2 separate regions of the Mus musculus genome follow, and region 2 is linked to region 1. Evidence: chromatin contacts called from public promoter capture Hi-C data. All regions are on one chromosome and are shown on one strand. Each heading gives the region's core, a stretch centred on a gene start, on an enhancer-like site or on the middle of the called end of the contact. The rest is flanking DNA. Distances are from core to core; before and after follow the strand shown.

Region 1 (2,700 bases), core at 31-2,530:
GGGTATCTAATACATGGGGCAAAAAATTCTCTCTTTTTTTCATGGTAGGTTAGGTTATCTTAGATTTCCATGGCTATGGTAAAGGTCATGATCAATACTGGGCGCACGCCTTTGATCCCAACACTCAGAAGGCAGAGGCAGGCAGATCTCGGAATTCCAGGTCAGCCTGATCTGCAGAACAAGTTTCAGAACAGCCAGGGCTACACAGGGAAACCCTGTCCCAAAAAGAACAAAAACAAACAAGAGATCATGATCAAAAGCAACTTGGGGAGGAATGGGTTTATTTCATTTTACAGCTGTAGTCTTCCTGAAGGGAAGTCAGGGTAGGACCAGCAGGCAGGAAGTGAAGCAAAAGCCAGAAGAAATGTTCCTTACTGGTTGCTTACTGCTTAGGCTTGCTCATCCTAGGCGAGTTTGGTTTGGCTTCTTACATGCCCTAGGACTACCCATCCGGGGCGCCACCATCCACAGTGATCTGCAGCCTCCCACATCAATTACTAATTAAAAAAAAAAAAATCCCCTGCAGACTTGCCTATAGGCAACTTCATAGAGGCATTTCCTCACTGAGGTTCCTCCTCCTTGATAACACTAGCTTGTATCAAGTTGACTAAAGAAGAATATACATATACATCATATACATATATATCATATACATATATATCATATACATATACATATACATATACATATACATATACATATACATATACATATACATATACATATACATATACATATACATATACATATACATATACATATACATATACATATGGATGTCTCTTAAAATAGTTTATTAATTTCATTCTCTAATGTTAAAAGTCTATAAATTATTAATTTCATTCTCTAATGTTAAAAGTCTATAAATGCAGTAATCTATCTGTCTCAACCTACAACCTATTGTACCAACAGAGTAATTACTGAAGAGTCTACTTCAAATATCATGGACCTCAATCTAACACAAATACTTACTATGTTGCAACTTGTTTTCTAGTTTAGTATGTGAACCTCTCTCTCTCTCTCTCTCTCTCTCTCCCTCCCTTCCTCCCTCCCTCCCTCCCTCTCCGTGTGTGTGTGTGTGTGTGTGTGTGTGTGTGTGTGTGTGTGTGTGTGTATGTATGCATGTATACTAACATTCCTTGATAAATGCTTCCTGTGGGTGGACATTTAGGCTTCTGTAATGTCTCCTTATTGTTCTTCTTGCTATTAGGAAGCAGCCGGGAACAGCCTGTACATCTGGCTTTGGAAATGTGTGCACATTTGTCTACAAAATAAATTTAGAAAAGCAGAAATGGTGAGTCAAAGAATCGAACATTTTAAATCGTTACAACATTAATTGTGTTGTGCCATACTTTGCCAAATTAATTTTAAATGCTCATGCCTTTGTGTCCTCCCAGGAGAAACAGTGCACAGGGTATTGGTAAGGATCTTAGCCAAATGTGGACCGGGGATGGGGGGTGGGAGGGGGTAGAAATCATCAAATTTTAATCTTTGCCAATCCCATGGGAGTCAAAATAAGTGAGTCCCTGAATTTTCTTTAACTATCAGTGAGCATGATCCTTGTTTATGAACAAAACATGCTTTCTATACATGGCCTCCTTCTCTGTCCTTTCTTTAAGTGGCCTCCCTCTCTGTCCCCTCTTTACCTGGCCTTGTTACAAATGTTGCCATATTTTCTTCCCGGACCATCTTACCTCTGGTTTCAAGCATTTTTTTTTTTTTTTTTTTTTTTTTGGCTGTAAGCAAACCTGCTCTCCTTCCCTTTACTGTTCTAATTCTCACTCTGTGCTCTACAGAGCTGTACCTGGTTCTAAGATTTTTCTTAGTTCCTGAGAGTTTTGCTCTCATGCTTTTATAGATCCACATTTTTTTACATTGAAACATTTGATCCTTCTGGGATTTATTTGGTGCAAGGAAACAGGAATCAAAGCTTTCCCGGGTGAGGCAGTTACTCACACCAGGAAAACACTCTGAGTACAACCAAAACCTCGATGGCGCATGGAAAGCAAGTGATCGCTGTATCAAGGCTAGGCAGTTCGCCGCCATGTTCACCATCTCCCTCAGCCTCCACTATCTGGCTGCCTCATGCCCTCAGCCTCCACCATCCGGCTGCCTCATGATGACCTCATGGTCTGTGCAGCTGACTGAGTCAAGCCTCAGTTTACCTCGCAAGTGTGCCGACATCGATCAACTGAATGCATCTTCATTATTTTCCTACTTTAGGAATTCTTAACTTTTTAGAAATACTGATCGCATATATGATATATGTTTCTATCCTTGTTCTTGCTCTTTTGCCCCAGCCTGAGTCAATGCCAATGTCTCTTACTGCCCTGCTTCCTATCAAAGCATCTCATTACCCACTCATTTACAAGCACATAGCACGGCCTTGATGCAATCCACAAAAAGAACATTGGAATATGTTCTTATATGTGTCTGTCATGAATTCAGCTGTTTGTCCCTGCATTAGATGTTTCCTTGCCTGTGTCACCACGTTAAGAGTTCTTCTGACTCCTCCCCTGAGAGATGAGTTGACATCAGAAGGTTGTCGACAAAGACCTAGTCACTGACAATATTTTGAGAGCAGAAAGAAAAATGGTAATGGTGGATTTGTATAATGAGAAGAGCCTTGGTGAATGACAGTACCACACAAAGATAGTATCTTACACTGGAGACGCCAGGAAGTCTGACAGTTGGCTCCAT
Region 2 (2,745 bases), core at 72-2,571, 190 kb before region 1:
AGGCGAGCATCTCAAGGACATGCGAGATGGGGGGACGCTCCAGGGGGTCTATGAGGGTGACTAATTGAAGCTCCCAGCAGTGGGGGATATGGAGCCTGAAGTGGCCACCTCCTGTAGCTAAGCAAGACCCCTACTGGAGGGATAAGGACACCATCCCAAAATGTGCCCTGCCTACAAGAAATGCAGGGACAAAGATAGAGCAGAGACTGTAGGAACAGCCAACCAATGACTGGCCCAACTAGAAACCCATCCCATGGACAAGAACCAATCCCTGACACTATTAATATTATGCAGTAGGAACTGATTGCAGAAGGGTATGGATTCTTAACATGATTTCTTACCACTAATACCTACCCTGTTACCAAATACTGATTCTCCACAGGGTGGGATAGTACTCAGAAGCAAATGAGCATCGTGAGAGGACCTCCCATGCCCTACATCTATTGTCCACGGTGTCGCTGGCCAGTCTCCTAGATTCTGGAGACTTTTGCTTAAGATCTTGTGTCTAGGATCTGAAGTTGAGAGCAGGTTGTTTAAAACCCTCTCTAAGTTTGTTTTCCATACATGAAAAATGAGAGGTTCAGAAAAGCCGTGGCCCCAGGGTGCTCATGTGCTAGGGCAACAAGATCCAAAACTGCCAGTCTTTCTTTCTGCTGGGGTGGGACTACCTGTTCCAGGACCCAAGTCAGAACCCTTTCCCATCTGAGTTTCAGATCATTCTTTCCCTTCTTCCTACCCCTCAGTGAGGGAAGCCCTTTGCTGCTAACATTTATTCCTAACATTTATCTTTGTCACATGAAATGATGCAACACCTTAGTTAAGACTTATTGTCCTTCCTAAAGTTTTATTTATGTTTTAGTTCTCTTTAAAGAGCAATTGGAAAGGATCTTAGGAAAAGGGTCTAATACACCAGATATTTAATAATGAGCTCACAGCAGAACCACCCCTTCAATGCTCTACCTGACCCCCCTTTTTGCTTAAAGGCTGATCTAGTCTATAGACTGACAATTGAAGAAAATCTACACGAAACACACTCAATAAACATATTGGACCAACCTTGGCATGCTTACTTCCTGGGCAAATGCCCCACAGTTTGGAGACATTCAAGGACATCCCCACTCCGCAACCAGGCTCACTTTTCCTTATTAAAGAGGAACAAGCAACCTCCCTGTGTGTGTTACCTGCAGGTAAAGCCATGCCTCCATCCCAGCATTCCCAGGGAACAGGAGAGAGGCTGGGATCCACCCCCACTATGCTATGTTTGGAGGCAGTAGTCAGATGGGGAGGAAGTCACGAAGGAACGTCTGAATCAGATGGTATTTCACCCACCACACAGCCTGGGTGACTTGTGTTCTCATCCACACAAGTCAAACAGTCCTCCAGGCTTGCTAAAAGCGACCCAAAGAGGCTTGGGGTGACAGGGACATCCAGTCAGCATTGAAGATAGGGGAGGTGGGATGGGAGGGTGGAGAAAAGGCAGGGCATACTGTTGGTAGGGGAAAGACAATGAATTCAACAGGTTTTCCTCTCAAGGTTAGAAGGGGACAGATGGAGAGGGTAGAGGTAACTTTCATTTGGAACCCCACCCCCACTCCTTTCTTCCCTAGGATTCTCCACTTCCAGATCCCCTGCCCAATCACAGATTCCTCTCCAATGCCTGCAACCCGAGTGTGATGGTTTGTATATCCTTGGACCAGGGAGTGGCACCATCTGAAGGTGTGGCCTTGTTGGAATAGGTGTGACCTGGTTGGAATGGGTGTGTCACTGTGGGTATGGGTATAAGATCCTCACCCTAGTTGCCTGGATGTCAGTCTTCCACTAGCAGCCTTTGGATGAAGACATAGAACTCTCAGCTCCTCCTACGCCATGCCTGCCTGGATACTGCCATGCTCCCACCTTGATGATAATGGACTGAACCTCTGAACATGTAAGCCAGTCCCAATTAAATGTTGTTTTTTATAAGACTTGCCTTGGTCATGGTGTCTGTTCACAGCAGTAAAACCCTAACTAAGACACCAAGAAAGCAATTTCTGATAGGCCCATATAGGAACCAAGGTGAAGGAATTTTGATATCTGGGTTTCTGTGTACCACCTAGCTGAAGGTATCTCTGAGTTAGCTATTCCTTATATGGCTTTATGTCCCAGCCTGCACTGGGAACATACCAATCTCTTGATAAGGATCTTTTGATTCGAATGGCTCACCCAGGATTAGGAACTAAGGAAGTGCTAACATGGAACCTCCCTTGAAGAATTCCATGGATTATTACCATCAGAATCTTCATGCCTGGGACAGATGAAAACCTACCCCAGAAGTTCGTCTGAGAACCCCACAGGCAGGCACTCCAAGCTACTGGGGGAAAAGCTTGTTCTATTATTATCAGAGTCTAATAATTCTTAGATGGCTGTTATAGCTGACTCCCCAACTATGTGATGTGGTTACCCCACATAGAGTGGACCCCCCTGGACGGTCAGCAGACTTACTCTATTAAGAGGCAGCCCAAAGCAAGTGGAGAGTATATGGAGAGGAGGGGTTGAAGGGAGGAAAAGGAAGTGGGGAATGTTGTAATTATATTCTAACTTCAAAAGATTAAAAAAGACACAGCTTTTTTAACTTTCTTTGGACTCAAATTTTTGTTTTGGTATTTCTCTGTTTCTAGGTATTTTGTTTTATTTTGTTTGGGATGTGATGGTTTGGGTTGTTTATTTGTTTCTTTGTTTGTTTGTTTTTCCTGTTTTGTTTTCCAG

Evidence for each region. Promoter capture Hi-C pulls out the DNA fragments that hold promoters and counts their contacts.
Region 2: a contact with region 1 is called in a promoter capture Hi-C map of hippocampal neurons, with 2.5 times the contacts expected there. The contact joins two enhancer-like sites. A contact is called at or near these places in 4 of 39 promoter capture datasets (the 3T3-L1 cell line, hippocampal neurons and stem cell-derived epiblast-like cells), 9 of 484 Hi-C or Micro-C datasets (the AML12 cell line, the C2C12 cell line, the HL-1 cell line and 4 more) and 1 of 115 datasets of contacts at active chromatin or transcription factors (pancreatic cancer cells).

What each region holds. Positions count from the first base shown.
Region 1 is chr8:34,289,386-34,292,085 of GRCm38.p6, reverse strand. No RefSeq gene overlaps it. Among named protein-coding and RNA genes, the nearest start is that of Gm29243, 74 kb to the right of the region's middle. Within about 2 kb of position 1,280, at least 2 of the 459 cell types and tissues checked have an H3K27ac peak or open chromatin away from gene starts, as enhancers often do. A contact at or near this core is called in hippocampal neurons, where this site is marked.
Region 2 is chr8:34,479,202-34,481,946 of GRCm38.p6, reverse strand. All of the region lies in intron 2 of Gm46038 (a long non-coding RNA gene), which reads right to left. Among named protein-coding and RNA genes, the nearest start is that of Gm39160, 7.6 kb to the right of the region's middle. Within about 2 kb of position 1,321, at least 24 of the 459 cell types and tissues checked have an H3K27ac peak or open chromatin away from gene starts, as enhancers often do. A contact at or near this core is called in hippocampal neurons, where this site is marked.